2 separate regions of the Ovis aries genome follow, and region 1 is linked to region 2. A link is a contact called in public Hi-C data. All regions are on one chromosome and are shown on one strand. Each heading gives the region's core, a stretch centred on a gene start, on an enhancer-like site or on the middle of the called end of the contact. The rest is flanking DNA. Distances are from core to core; before and after follow the strand shown.

Region 1 (6,840 bases), core at 2,323-4,822, 110 kb after region 2:
TTTAAGAACAGATTCCAATGCTTCATAAAACGTTTGAACCACCAGTGGTTCACAGTTCCTTGGGGCTGAAGTTGCAGTCAGAACCCAGTGTCTCAAATCCCCCTTCTGGGGAGAGAGTGCGGAGTCTGAGCAGATAGCGGGGAGGGTTTTGTGTAGCGGGGAGGCACCAGTGCCTGGCGGCGTTCTGTCTCTCCTGCTGCAGCCACTGCCATGTGGCGCATTCTGTGTTGCCTCTGCAACACTGGGACAGAACACACCACCTGCAGAAACTCTGGGGTAGAGACTCCACATTTCAAAGTAGGAAAATGAACCAGTGGGAGAAGGATGCTTGCAGAGAAAATACATTTTGATTGATTTTTCTTTGCAGTCTAGGTGTGTGTGTGTGAGAGAGAGGGTAGTAGCAGTAGTTAGTAACATAACATGTACACACATGCTAAGTCACTTCAGTTCGTGTTTGACTCTTTGCAACCCTGCAGACTGTAACTGGCCAGCCTCCTCTGTCCATGGGATTATCCAGGCAAGAATACTGGAGCGGTAACATACAAGAAACATAAGTCCGGAGGACCCAAGATAGTGAGGTCACAGATCAGTCGGTAAGAAAAGCAACTGGAGACTGGAGAATTCAAACTAACAAATGCTTCTTGCATGAGGAATGTGCAAAGCAGTGTGCAAAACAGAATTTGTGAAAATATCTGGCAGATATTTCAGTGTTTGTTTCAATAGGCAATTGATGAATGGTGAATAATTAATACTAAAATAAATTGTAATAAAATGGTGTGATAAGATCAGCAAAATGCCACCTGGCTAATTCCACATTCAAATGGGATAAGATGTCCACCAAGGCACTGAACGAGGTGGCCGTGGGAGTGAGCCCAGTAGGAGGGGGCGGGGGGGGGGGGTCGTTTTCTTCCTGCAGGGCAGGTTGTGACATGTGATGCGTCCACATTCCCTGAAAAGGAGTGAACTGGGGCAAGCTGAACGCCCCCTTGGGTGAATTGGGGCTTCATAAAGACATTTCCAAGTCCCCACAGCACTCATACCAGGGTCCTCTCCACATTGCCACCCTTCCTTCAGCACTGGGTGGTGGTGACTGCCAGCTGTAGGAGGTGACAAAACGTGAAGAGCCTGTGTGTCCACATCACCAAGATGGCCCCTGGCAAGGGAGAGGGGATCTTCAGAGTCTGTGCCCAGAGCATTTTGGAGATGAATTTCTACTTGTTTGGTCTTCTGTGGTGCTTAAGACCTCTTGAATGCGCTGGGCCAGAGATAGATGAGCTGAGACTCCGTGGTTTGCAAAATTCCTGGGAGCATTTCAGTGGTAAATACTTTCTGGCGACTGGGGCTTGGAATACTGCGAGATTCAGCCTGTGTCTCAGTCCACAGTGAACGTGTTTTTTGGGGAGCTAGGCTGTGCGTGCCCTATTTTGGGGCCCCAGGGTGGGGGTGGAGAGACATAGGATGTAAGCCCAAACCATTAATAACCCCTTTCCTTTTAAATTCTCTGCTTTTAAGAGTGAATTGGCTGAAGTTTCCAGAGGGCTTTTGGCCATCAACACTACCATTAGGAAACAAACCTAACCAACAAAAACACATTGAAACCACAGACAAAATCACCACTCTGATATAACCCATCTCCCCAAAAGCACTATCCAGCCAGAGCTGATTCTGGCCCATGACTCACTGGGGTTTTCTCTCTTTTTTAATCATTCTTTTCTGTTTTGTTTTTTTTAAGGCATTAAAAAATAGTTTCTCCTGGCTTTTTAAATTTTTTAGTTATTATTTATTTATTTTTGGCCTAGTGGCATGCAAGATCTTGGTTCCCTAACTAGGGATTGAACCCATACCCCCTGCATTGGAAGCAAGTAGTCTTAATCACTGCACAGCCGGGGAAGTTCCATAAATTCCATGGCTGGGGCTTTCAGAGTTCCTCGAGGTCTAAGGAGATCCTCAGGTCTAGGATAGGTGAGCCTGGCAGGCCTGACACAGGAGGGCTTGCCCAGCTGCTGGTTTCCATGAGGGCTCCAGGGTCATTCAGAGCACCCCCATTCATTCTCAAAAGCATCCCAGTTTAGACCATAAATTATATGGTGTTTAAACAAACAAACTAGAAAGTTGACTCCAGGCCTCAGCTGAGGGGCTGCAAGCCTCCTCTGAGGGCTCACTCTATGTGATTCTTCAACCGGGGTCAGCAAACTACAGCCCTTGGCCAGTTTGCATTTGGCACACAGCTGAGAATGGTTATTAAATACATTAAAAAAAAAAAAAAAAAGAATATGTGACATAGGTAAACATGATGTGCAAATCCTAATATAATGACTATGTGGCCCTTTACAGGAAAAGGCTGCCAAGCCCTGATCTAGCCACCTGATCTTGCATTTGGTGTAGAGGCCTAGGGTCCTGGATCATTGTTGTCTTTGGCTCCAAAGAAGAGTGAGTATTATGCATCCTCTTCCTACTTTGTCTCAACTCAAGTCAGGCACAGGGTCTGATACTGGGGAAGTCTCTGGGGAGTGTCACCTACGGGAGAACCCCATGAGGATGAAGACCTCTGTTGAGATTACTTGTTTCCTCTCCAGGAATGGGTGATGTGGCAGGGGAAGAACTGAGGGTTAGGGGGTCCTGGGCCACAGGTGAAAGGCAGTGTGGGCTCTGAATCCTTAGATGCGGGGGTAGATGGGGCCCTTTGGAGGTTTCCTACCATCAATCACACCCTGCTGTCCAGCTGGGCCCCAGGATACCCAAATCTTTTAATGTTGACCTTCATGCTTCCACATGGTCAGTGGTCCTTGCCATAAGCCCTTCGTGTATAAAGATGCGTGTGTTCAGGGCCTTCCCTGGCTGTCCAGTGGCTAGGACTCTGCAGTTCCACTGCAGGAGGGGCATGGGTTTGATCCCTAGTCAGAGAACTAAGATTCTGTAAGCCACAGGGTGCAGCCAAAAAAAAAAAAAAAAAAAAAGATGCAGGTGTTCATGCCTCCCCAGGGAATCACATCTTTCTAGCACGAGGAACTTCTTTTCAGAATTGCCATTTTAGTCTCGGTTCCATGAGAGAGCCTCCAGTTTTGGGGGACAGTTCTTGAAAAAAGAAAAGTCTCTCATGTGCAGTCCCCTCAGCTTTGTCACCAACCGGCTCTGTGACTCTTGGGAACACACCAAGGGCCTTTGCCTCTTAATCCATAAAAAGAGCTCCCAGATAGCCCTTCCAGCATGAACACTGATGGTTTTCTGAAGTCCACACCGTCGTCTGGAATGCTCTTGTTCCTGTGACCCTCATGAAGAATGCAAAGTGTACGTGGCACGTCTTACAAGTTTATATTTAGAAGCATTTTAAAAGCAAACATGTTGGCCAACTCTAAGAAGTACTCAGGGCCCTGCCAGAGCCCCTGGTTACCTTATTCCTGCTAAAAATATTCAGAACTCCTTCATTAGAGCAGTTGACAGGGGGCAGCAAGGTCAAGGCCAGATGCCAGGCTTACCCACTGCTGATACCCCTGGCAGCACCACCCACCACTTCCCATGGCTCCTAGAGGACTCACCTAAAACATGACTGTCTCATACAGGGTTGAGTAGAAACAGTACCTAGATGACCTCCCTGGTGGCACACTGGATAAGAACCCGCCTACCAATGCAGGGGACATAGGTTTGATCCCTGGTCCGAGAAGATGCCACTGAGCAACTAAGCTCATGTTTCCCAACTACTGAAGCCTGCTCACCTAGAGCCCATGCTCCACAAAATAAGCCACTGCAGTGAGAAGCCCAGACTCTGCAACTAGAGGGTAGCCCCGGATCACTGCAATAGAGAAAGCCTGCATGCAGCAAAGCAGACCCTGCACCCAGTACGGCCAAAACTGAAGCAAAAAAAAAAAAAAAAACAACAACAACCAGAAACAGTACCTAGAAATGGCCTTGCCCATGAGCAACAAATATTCCATTGAATTATTCACAGAGCTGGTTATTTGCTACTCTGGGGATGTTGCTCTAGAAAAGTGGTTTGGCTTTTTTTTTCTTTCCTTGTTTCTTTTTACTCTAGACATCTCCTGAATGTCCATCTCACAAATGAGAATTATGTAATGATTATGAAAACCACATTGTATCTCAAGTCGACATTCATAAAAACGAGTGTTCTTTTTTCCCCCTTATTTCTGGAAAGCCAAAACGTGGGGAGTGTTTGCCAGGCTTGAGAAAGATGGTTACACTTGTAGCTCGCTTTGGGCACTTATTGACCAGGTGCTTAAGACTGAAAATGCTCTTTCTACGGCAGAACCACCACTGCCTTTCCCCTGTAGCTGAGACTGACTGGCAGGAAACATCTGGCAGCAGTTGACATCGCCTGTATCCCATCTTCTGAGCTTTGAAATAAAACATCTCTGAACTCTTACTTAGGGTGAATGTCCTGCACCCCATGGAGGCAGGGGCCCACTGGGAGCTGTGTGGTTTGCATGTTGCAAAGTCTGCCTGATTAAGCAGTTCAAAGTTACGATAGCTGCTTTTTAGTTTTCCCACTGTTGTATACACTAAACCAAAAATACTCTTCAAGAGCAAGTGAGACGGTAGGAAGAGACCTGCCCTCAGATCATTAAAAACGATTCATAACAACTCAGGCCCCTGTGTCTCTTCCCTGGCAATCACTTTCTTAGTTGTAATCAGCCTTGGCTGCTTTAACAGCTTAAAAAGCAATTACTCCTTTCTCTGCATCTTCCAGCTTTTCAGCTTAGCCACTGATTGTGTCTTAGCCCTTTTGGAAACTGGCTTTCTATATGTGGAAACACACTGATTAAAAATGTTCCTCCCCAGTCTCTGACTCTGAGAGAGTCAGTTTTAAAATAGGACACTTTCCATTTTGGGTTTTCTACCTTTATTACATTTTTGCATTTGAGATCCAAACAAACCACTCTCTTATACCACACACAAGGCATCCATTCTTGTGATTTTTAAAGTGCATTTCCCCTTTTTGTACAAAAATATGTATTTTTTTTAAAAAAAACCTGTGGAACTTTCTCGACAAGGCACTTTTAGGCATGAAAATGAAGTTGAGTCTGGTTCTACATTCACATAGAAGAGTGGACTGCCACCACCACGGCTGTGTTCTTGGAGTCCTCACAGGTCCAGCTGACTTTAGAAACTGATAAACAAGACTACAAGCATCCACAGCTTTACAACTTGCACTCCAATGCTTTACAACCCCAACAAGGAAAAGCTGCCCGTCCACATGGCTGTCTGTCCCTTCCCGTTCAGATGTGTCCCACTTCAGGAAGTGAAGATACGCTGGCAAAGTGTCTTCAGATGACCTGAGAGATCCCATTGTAAGTATAACATCTGAGCCCCAATGTCCGTGGTCATTTCAGGAAAGACGGGAACATCAGGACCTCCCAGGGCAGAAGCCATGGTGCTTTCTCTAGCAAATCACATCCTGTCGAGGGCTTTGATGGAAGGATACCGAAGTTTTCACTCACTGTCCATTGAGAGGGAAACCCTAGCCCACGGCACTTCTGAAAAGTGAGCAAATACTTTTTGGGGGTTTGTACACATATGTATCTATACATAGAAGTCATTTAGTATCCCAGTGACTACAAGTAATGCTTGTTTTTACAAATGTCAAATTATAGGCAAAGATCAAAACCAAAAACATTCTTTAAGCAGTTTAAAATTTACATCTTTATAAAACACATTGAAAGAGTAATGTTTTGCCACCATTCCGATTCAATCTTAGAAAATACACTCTACCCTGACTCTGAAATCGTTTTAATCTCTGGAGAACTACGTAACTTCACTGTTTCTCGCCTGTAACAAGAGCACTTGAAGAAAAAAACAAACAGTCTTGCCCAAATGCTGCCATCTTCCAAGAAACACTGAAAGCTTATTGTATAAAATCTATCTTTAGAGCACCTAGTTTATTTATTGCACCTAATTTGCAAACGTTCCCCAGGACATATGAGGGAATAAATTTGAAACAGAAATGAAGCTGCCTCCCCGCCCCTGGACAGCTGCACCACTGGCAGAAGGCTGGTCCTTTGGCAGGGACGGGGCGGGGGGGCAAGTTGGGAAGGGGGCCACTTGTCATCATAACAAAGAGGGTCAGACCTACAGGTCAGGCTACAGTCATGTCTCCAGATAAGAAACCTGTCCCTTTCTGAAGTGTGTAGACATATTACTGCTGGTGAGTTAGGATCCGAGGAGAGAACCCCTGGGAGCAGGTCCTGAGGCCAGCTGTTGATATCCTGGGAGAAAACTGGCCCCAAAGCAGACAGCATGCGTGTGCTAAATCACTTTAGTAGTGTCCAACTCTTTACAACTCTATGGACGGCAGCCCGCCAAGCTCCTCTGTCTGTGGGATTCTCCAGGCAGGAACACTGGAGTGGGTTGCCATGCCCTCCTCCAGGGGATCTTCCCAACCCAGGGATCAAACTTAAGTTGTCTACATTAGCAAGTAGGTTCCTCACCACGAGCGCCATGTGGGAAGCCCAAAAGGAGACTGACTGGTGAAGAGGAGATAGTGCTCTTCAGAGGACAAAACCTCACTGCCTGACAATGCTGCCAGGGACCTTGGGCAGGCACTTGCTTTAGTCAGAGAAGGGTCTTTCTTTGCCAGCAGGTAAGGACTTGCCCGGTGGGGTGAGCAACCCAGGTGCACTGGTGAGGGGGTTTGCAACCAGTGCCCCCAGCAGAAAAGCTGGGCTGAGCTGGGAGGAAAGAAGGGTAGGGGGAGGGGTTGTGGTTGTTTTGAAAGAGATACTTATCACTGAATTACCATATTTCAAATTTTGACATGGGAATGCCTTCAGATCACAATGACTGAAAACCATACAGAAGTCACTTGAGGCATTTTTCTTACTAACAGAG
Region 2 (7,433 bases), core at 1,375-3,874:
CTGACCAAGGATTGTAACAGCTCATCTATACAGAGGTACCACTTTTGTGGTTTCCCCAGTTGCCATACACTGGGAATAAATATAAAAAGGCTTTGTGCATTAAAATACACAGCATTTTTTCCTTTGTGCCATTGGAAGCCTCTTTGGTTATAGTCTTAATCAGTCCATTTAAATAATTCCTTGTCCAAAGCAGATTAAAGGTCAGTAAATTAAAAGAAGGCTTCCCTGGTAGCTGAGCTGGTAAAGAATCCACCTGCAATGCAGGAGACCCTAGTTTGATTCTTGGGCTGGGAAGATCTGCTGGAGAAGGGAGAGGCTACCCACTCTAGTATTCTTGGGCTTTCCTGGTGGTTTAGCTGGTAAAGAATCTGCCTGCAGTGCAGGAGACCTGGGTTCAATCCCTAGGTTGGGAAGGGATCAATTCTCCAGGTTCAATCCCTGGAGAAGGGAACAGCTACCTACTCCAGTATTCTGGTATAATTAAAAGAAAAACTGACAGCTATGAAAAATCATCTTGCGTAATTCACTAGGTCTTACTTTCTCAGTGATGGATGAGGTGCTTGCCACTCTCCTCCCACATTAGACATGATGATTCATTGCTTTCTACTGTGTTGTTCCCATCACATTGTTGTTATTGTTCAGTCACTCAGTTATGTCCAACTCTGAGACCCCATGGACTGAAGCACACCAGACTTCCTGTCCTTCACTGTCTCCCAGAGTTTGCTCAAACTCATGTCCATTGAATTGGTGATGCCATCCAACCATCTCATCCTCTGTCATCCCCTTCTCCTCCTGCCTTCAATCTTTCCCAGCATCAGGGTCTTTTCCAATGAGTTTGTTCTTTGCATCAGGTGTTCAAAGTATCGGAGCTTCAGCTTCAGCATCAGTTCTTCCAATGAATATTCAGTATTGATTTCCTTTAGAATTGACTGGTTTGATCTCCTTGCAGTCCAGGGGACTTTCAGGAGTCTTGTCTAGCACCACAGTTCCAAAAGATAGATTCTTCAGTGCTCTGCCTTCTTTATGGTCCAACTCTCACATCCATACATGACTACTGGAAAGGACTGTAAGGACCTTTGTTGGCAAAGTGATGTCTCTGCTTTTAATATGCTGCCTAGGTTTGTCATAGCTTTTCTTCCAAGGAGCAAGTGTTTTTTAATTTCATGGCTGCAATCCCATCACATACAGACTCATCATTTTTCATACCATAAAGAGCCTTAGCTTGATCCCACTTCCCTGACAACTACCCTGTGTCTTTGTTCCTCTACAGCAGATTTCTTTATAAAAGTTATATACTTGTCTGTCTCTGTTTCCTCCCATTCTCTTAAATCCCCAGCACTTGTAGATGTAAGTTATGTATTCCATCCCATCACTCCACTAAAATCACTCCTCAGTGTCATCTTTGACCTTTACCTAAGTCCTGGTGGAACTGACCATTCTCTCCTTGAAACACTTTCTTCAGGAGACTGCCAGTACCCCTCATTGTCCTACGTTTTTGCCAGCCTCACTGGGTTCCCTTTCACAATTTCCTTTGCTGTTTCGTCTTCTTCCAACTTCCTAGTATTGGATAACATAGGTTCAATCCCAGGTCCTCTTCTCTGTATATACTTTCTCCGTTAATGAACTCACCTATCATCTGGTTCCATAGCTCTTAAAAATTCCGTAGAAACTGGTATCTTCTGAATATATATCTCCAACCTCATCCTCTATCCAAAATCCAGGCTGTCACTTAACATCTCTACTTAGACATCTAAACAGCCATCCTAACGTGTCCCAGACTGAATTTACTGTAAACTTGTTTTATCTTCAGCCTTCCCTGGCTTGGGGCCTGGCAACTCAGTCTTTCTGCTTGCTCAGTGCCAAAACGTTGGCGTCATCCTTGACTCCTATTCTTCGCATCACACACCTAGGCTATCAGCGGCTCTTGTCTGTTCTGCTTTCAGTGTGTATCCAGAACCAGCCACTTAACTGCCTTGCTATGACTGTAGTTTGAGCCCCATTGATTTCTTCTCTGGGTTTACTGCATTTGTTCACCATTTAACCAGTCTCTGTTTCTGTCTAAGGGCTTTCCTTGATAGCTCAGTTGGTAAAGAATCTGCCTGCAATGCAGGAGACCCCGATTCAATTCCTGGGTCAGGAAGATCTGCAGAAGGGATAGGCTACCTACTCCAGTATACTTGGGCTTCCCTTGTGTTCTTGTTCCCTGCAGCCAGTTCTCAGTTTAGTGACCAGTGAAAGTGAAAGTTGCTCAGTCGTGTCTGACTCTTTGCAACCCCATGGACTATACAGTCCTTGGAATTCTCCAGGCTGGAATACTGGGGTGGGTAGCCTTTCCCTTCTCCAGGGAGTCTTCCCAACCCAGGGATCAAACCTAGGTCTCCTGCATTGCAGGCGGATTCTTTACCAGCTGAGCTATGAGAGAAGCCCCTTTAGTGACCAGAGTGCTCCTTATAAAATATATAGTTTCATTCCTCTGATCACAACCCTTTTATGGCTCCCCATTTAACTCAGAATAAAAGTGATATTCCTTTTACAATCTGGCCTCTAGTTACCTCTGATTACAGCATGTTGACCTGCTTGCTGCTTCTCAGAAATGCCAGGCATGCTCCACCCCCTCACCTCCCAGAGCTTTAGCTCAAATTCCTTTCCTCCAGAGATCTTCCTGCTAATTTCCTTCCTCCCGCCCATCCTTCCAGGCCTTCCTTAACTCTTGCCTTCTAAATAAAGACTAACTGGTTCTCTGTTCAGTCTGAACACCCCCAGACACCAGTGTTTCTGATCCCTCTTATCTACTCTTAACTTTTTAAGAACCTTCATCACCTTTTAACTTACTATGTAATGTATTTAAGTAATTATTCAGTATTTGGTCAGTGAATGCATAGTTAGTTCTATGGCATCATTCTGTTACAAATGTTAAATAATACCAGCTTGTAATGGTAAGATATTGCATTTTTTTAAGATTTTCATATAAAATTATGAAATAAAATCCTGATACTTAAAAGGATAGACTTCATTTATCTAAGAAATCCAAGAAGTAGAATTTTTTCTTTTGAAATATGTCTGATAAGTAAAGGATGTCTCTTAACTTTAGAAGTTCAAATGTTCTTTGCTGTTCTTTTACTCTTTTACAATTATTAACTATTGATAATTCATCTGCTTAATAAACAAATGTGTAAAAAGAATTTTGTAAGCACTATTTTTTCTTAAATTTTTAATCTTCTATTATAAGGAATTTTCTTTATCTTTTCCTTCGTAGCTAGCTAGTATTAATAATTGCTGCCAATAAATCTTTAAAAGACTTTGAAATTGTCCTTAATTTGAGCAAGTGACTTAGTGTGATCTGGTTTAGGGAAGCAGCATTGGGCTAAAGGAAGAAGCACTTAGATCTGAGCCTGATAATAACAGTTCTGTCCTTACTGAGTTCACAGAGTTGTTGTGAGCACAAAATAAGAATGCAAACCTGAAAACTTCAAGAGGTTAAACATTGCTAAAATAATTAGTGCTATTAATTACCACTCTTTAAACTGCTACATGCCATATTGTTAAATTTTGATTACTCAGAATTCAGCTTAATGAAATCTTAATATAAAAATAAGATCTAATTAGGAGTGAATGAGAGCAGGAATCTGAACTAATTGTAACTGAAAACTGGCATTTCTTAAACATACTTTCTGTTATTTAAAAAGCTCTTAATATCTTCAACTGGAGGTTGCATTAATAGGCTTTACATTTCCAAAACATTATAAGCAAAATCATCAGCATTTTGCTCCTCTGGTTAAAGTTTGGTTTGAAGACTTCAGATACTTGTTCTATCTTAAACGTTTGTAAAGTGTGAAACATAATTTTTTAATTAAAAAATTAGAGTAATTTGGGAATAGGACATTATCCTTAAATTGTTAAAACTGTAGTCTCTGCCTTAACCACCTGTAAGGTTACAACCCAGTGTGGCTGATGTTGTCATATATTATTTCATGTATCTTAAGTCATAGAAATACTTCAGTTTGCTGTCCTTCTCTTGTAGGAAGATACGTTTCAGCAGTATGTGAGACCAGAGATTAACACCCAACTTTCTGACTTCTGCATCAATCTAACTGGAATTACTCAGGTTATCACTCTGTGTTCCTTTTTCTAGAGTTTGAAGGAAGTTTTGAAATTAGGGATTTATTTCATAAAATTATTGTTGTAAACAATTAAATGTGAGACTTTCCTTTCTTGGTAAAGATCTTTTGCTTTGTAATACTTAGGAAAGCACATTTTATACCTGATAAGATATTTTTCAGCCTTTCCTTTTAAAGTGTTGTAATGATGAATCTAAGCATTTCATTTGTTTGGAGCATTAGTGAAGAAAGAGTTAAGTTACCATGCTGCACTTGGGGATGAAGTTTTAAAATATATCTGTTTACAACCTGATTTTATATATAGTGTAATTTTTTTTAGGTCTCTGATTTTTGGTTGTATTCTAATGTGGCAGGCCCTTTGTCCATTTACTTAGTTGCTGTATTCATTTGTTCAGCAAATATTTGAGGGTGTGCTGTAATATCTGCCGAGCTACAAGGGATACAGAAATAGTCAGGATAGTCTCTCTCCTCAGCTCACTTAGCAATTGTAGGTTGGGGGGACTGACACAAAAAAAACAGTGGTCACAGTATGGTTAGGATTACTGACAGTCAGTGTTTCCTCAGGGTGTCATGGGCCCCCGTAGAAAGACCTTTCTCTGACAAAGGGAATGGAGGACTGTCCTGGGCAAAACTCAAGTTGGTGAGCTTGGGCAGAGTCATGATGGGTAAACAGACGTAAAAGAATGACTGGGCATTTCAGGTGTGAAGGACAGAACTTTTAAGTGGTTCAGGATGGTTCAGGTATCTTATGGGCTGATGAGAAAATGGTCACAAATAAAGCTGAAGTAATAGAGATGAGCTATATCACGAAGGGTCTTATGTGTCCTTTTTGTCTGGAAAGCCTTGGGGAGTGTTTGGAGGATTTTAAGTATGAAAGTGATATGATGGATGATTTACATCTTAGGAAGATGGATATAGTATGTTTTGGAAAGATGTGAACTTTGAGATGCAGAGATACTGTAGAGGGCCAGGGCTTTCAGCTAAGAAGAGATTGCCCTTTTCTCCCCTCTGGAGAATCAGGAAGCCACTAGGTTGAGGCCTGAAAAAAGAGAATGCCTGTGGATGATCTTAAATCTTCATTTTGGGACGATTATATACTTCAGTTGAAAGCAGTTCCTAATATTTGGCTATAAACAATTTTTAATCGTCTTACAATTGGAATTTTCAGTGAATCTTAGCCTAAGAAACCACAGAGTTCAAAACATCATAGATAAGACTGTGTCTTGCTCTTTCATGTCCCTCCAGTGTTTGTATGCTGAGTATTTTGTAGGACTGCATGTAACTGCCGTGATTTTTATGTATTATACATTCATATCCTCAGGATCAAGTAGACAAAGCCGATACCTTCCCTCAGGTACTGAAAAAAGTCATTGACTGGATGAAACTGAAGGAATTAGGGACAAAGTATAAATATTCCATATTAACAGATGGGTAAGTATTTAGGAAATTTATCTTAATCTGCTTTTTAAGATTAAAGATATCCTTATTCATCTAACTTTTAGAATAACCACAGAAAATATTATTTCCTGAAGGACCCCCCACAGCAGACAATAATTTTCCTCTCATATCCTTATCCTTAGTTAAATTTTTAAGTCCTAGGGGTGAAAGCTTTTGACTCTATGGATCACAGTAAACTGGAAAATTCTGAAAGAGATGGGAATACCAGACCACCTAACCTCCTCTTGAGAAACCTATATGCAGGTCAGGAAGCAACAGTTAGAACTGGACATGGAACAACAGACTGGTTCCAAATAGGAAAAGGAGTACGTCAAGGCTGTATATTGTCACCCTGCTTATTTAATATGCAGAGTACATCATGAGAAACGCTGGGCTGGAAGAAGCACAAGCTGGAATCAAGATTGCCGGGAGAAATATCAGTCACCTTAGACATGCAGGTGGCACCACCCTTATGGCAGAAAGTGAAGAGGAGCTAAAAAACCCCTTGATGAAAGTGAAAGAGGAGAGTGAAAAAGTTGGCTTAATGCTCAACATTCAGAAAACGAAGATCATGGCATCTGGTCCCATCACTTCATGGGAAATAGATGGGGAAACAGTGTCAGACTTTATTTTGGGGGGCTCCAAAATCACTGCAGATGGTAATTGCAGCCATGAGATTAAATGACGCTTACTCCTTGGAAGGAAAGTTATGACCAACCTAGATAGCATATTCAAAAGCAGAGACATTACTTTGCCAACAAAGGTCCGTCTAGTCAAGGCTATGGTTTTTCCTGTGGTCATGTATGGATGTCAGGGTTGGACTGTGAAGAAAGCTGAGTGCAGAAGAATTGATGCTTTTGAACTGTGGTGTTGGAGAAGACTCTTGAGAGTCCCTTGGACTGCAAGGAGATCCAACCAGTCCATCCTAAAGGACATCAGTCCAGGGTGTTCATTGGAAGGACTGATGCTAAAATTGAAACTCCAGTACTTTGGCCACCTCATTGGAAAAGACCCTGATGCTGGGAGGGATTGGGGGCAGGAGGAGAAGGGGACGACAGAGGATGAGATGGCTGGATGGCATCACCGACTCAATGGACATGAGTTTGGGTGAACTCCGGGAGTTGGTGATGGACAGGGAAGCTTGGCGTGCTGCAGTTCATGGGGTTGCAAAGAGTCGGACACAACTGAGCAACTGAACTGAACTGAGGGGTCAAAGAGAGGAGCAAAAGAAATAACAGTCTGATCCAGGACTAGAAGAAGATTAAATATTAATATGCAAAATCTAAATGATTTTATTGTTTTTATCACTACACTTCTTGCTCAAAAAAGTCCAAACTCTTCAGTCTGGCTTTCAAGGCTCTCATCTAATCCCACCCTACCTGTGTAGCCTAATCCTTCTGCTGTTTCTCTTTTTCACTCCAGTCAGGCTGACACATGAATCACAGGGTTTTATCCTTCCTCAGTGTATGCATGCAACTTTCCTCTCTGCTGGAAGGTTCCCTTCCTTCACTGTTTACCTCTTTATTACTCAAAGCCTACCTCATGTTTTACTCCAGACATTATAACTCATGCTGATGTCTCTGTTGAAGTCTTACAGCCTCTGCAATAGGTACCATTCATGTTGGCATCTGATTAATATTCTGATATCTAAACTTTATGTGTGTAAGATTTATGTTTGCAAGGAAATTAACAATCCTTTCAGAGCAAGAGGTTTTGCAACTTGAGAATCTTCCATATTGCTTACTATAGTGCTGAGCTTGAAACTATGCTTCATAAGCATTAGCTACATGGAAAGTATGGAGATGAGAGCAATTAAAACAGGGATTAAAAGTGGAAATTTGTGAAAAACATTGATGAGCCTCTTTAGAAATCTATTAC

Evidence for each region. A called contact is a pair of places that touch in the nucleus more often than the background predicts.
Region 1: a contact with region 2 is called in a Hi-C map of liver, with 5 times the contacts expected there. The contact joins two enhancer-like sites. A contact is called at or near these places in 6 of 16 Hi-C or Micro-C datasets (blood, hypothalamus, liver and 2 more).

Annotation. Positions count from the first base shown.
Region 1 is chr26:24,318,954-24,325,793 of ARS-UI_Ramb_v3.0, forward strand. It overlaps PPP1R3B (protein phosphatase 1 regulatory subunit 3B), which reads right to left. Exons shown (of 2, transcript XM_012105852.4): 2 at 4,839-6,840. Among named protein-coding and RNA genes, the nearest start is that of PPP1R3B, 13 kb to the right of the region's middle. Within about 2 kb of position 3,573, at least 2 of the 54 cell types and tissues checked have an H3K27ac peak or open chromatin away from gene starts, as enhancers often do. A contact at or near this core is called in liver, where this site is marked.
Region 2 is chr26:24,212,892-24,220,324 of ARS-UI_Ramb_v3.0, forward strand. ERI1 (exoribonuclease 1) reads left to right here. Exons shown (of 7, transcript XM_004021747.5): 4 at 4,022-4,105; 5 at 5,440-5,549. Among named protein-coding and RNA genes, the nearest start is that of ERI1, 10 kb to the left of the region's middle. Within about 2 kb of position 2,625, at least 5 of the 54 cell types and tissues checked have an H3K27ac peak or open chromatin away from gene starts, as enhancers often do. A contact at or near this core is called in liver, where this site is marked.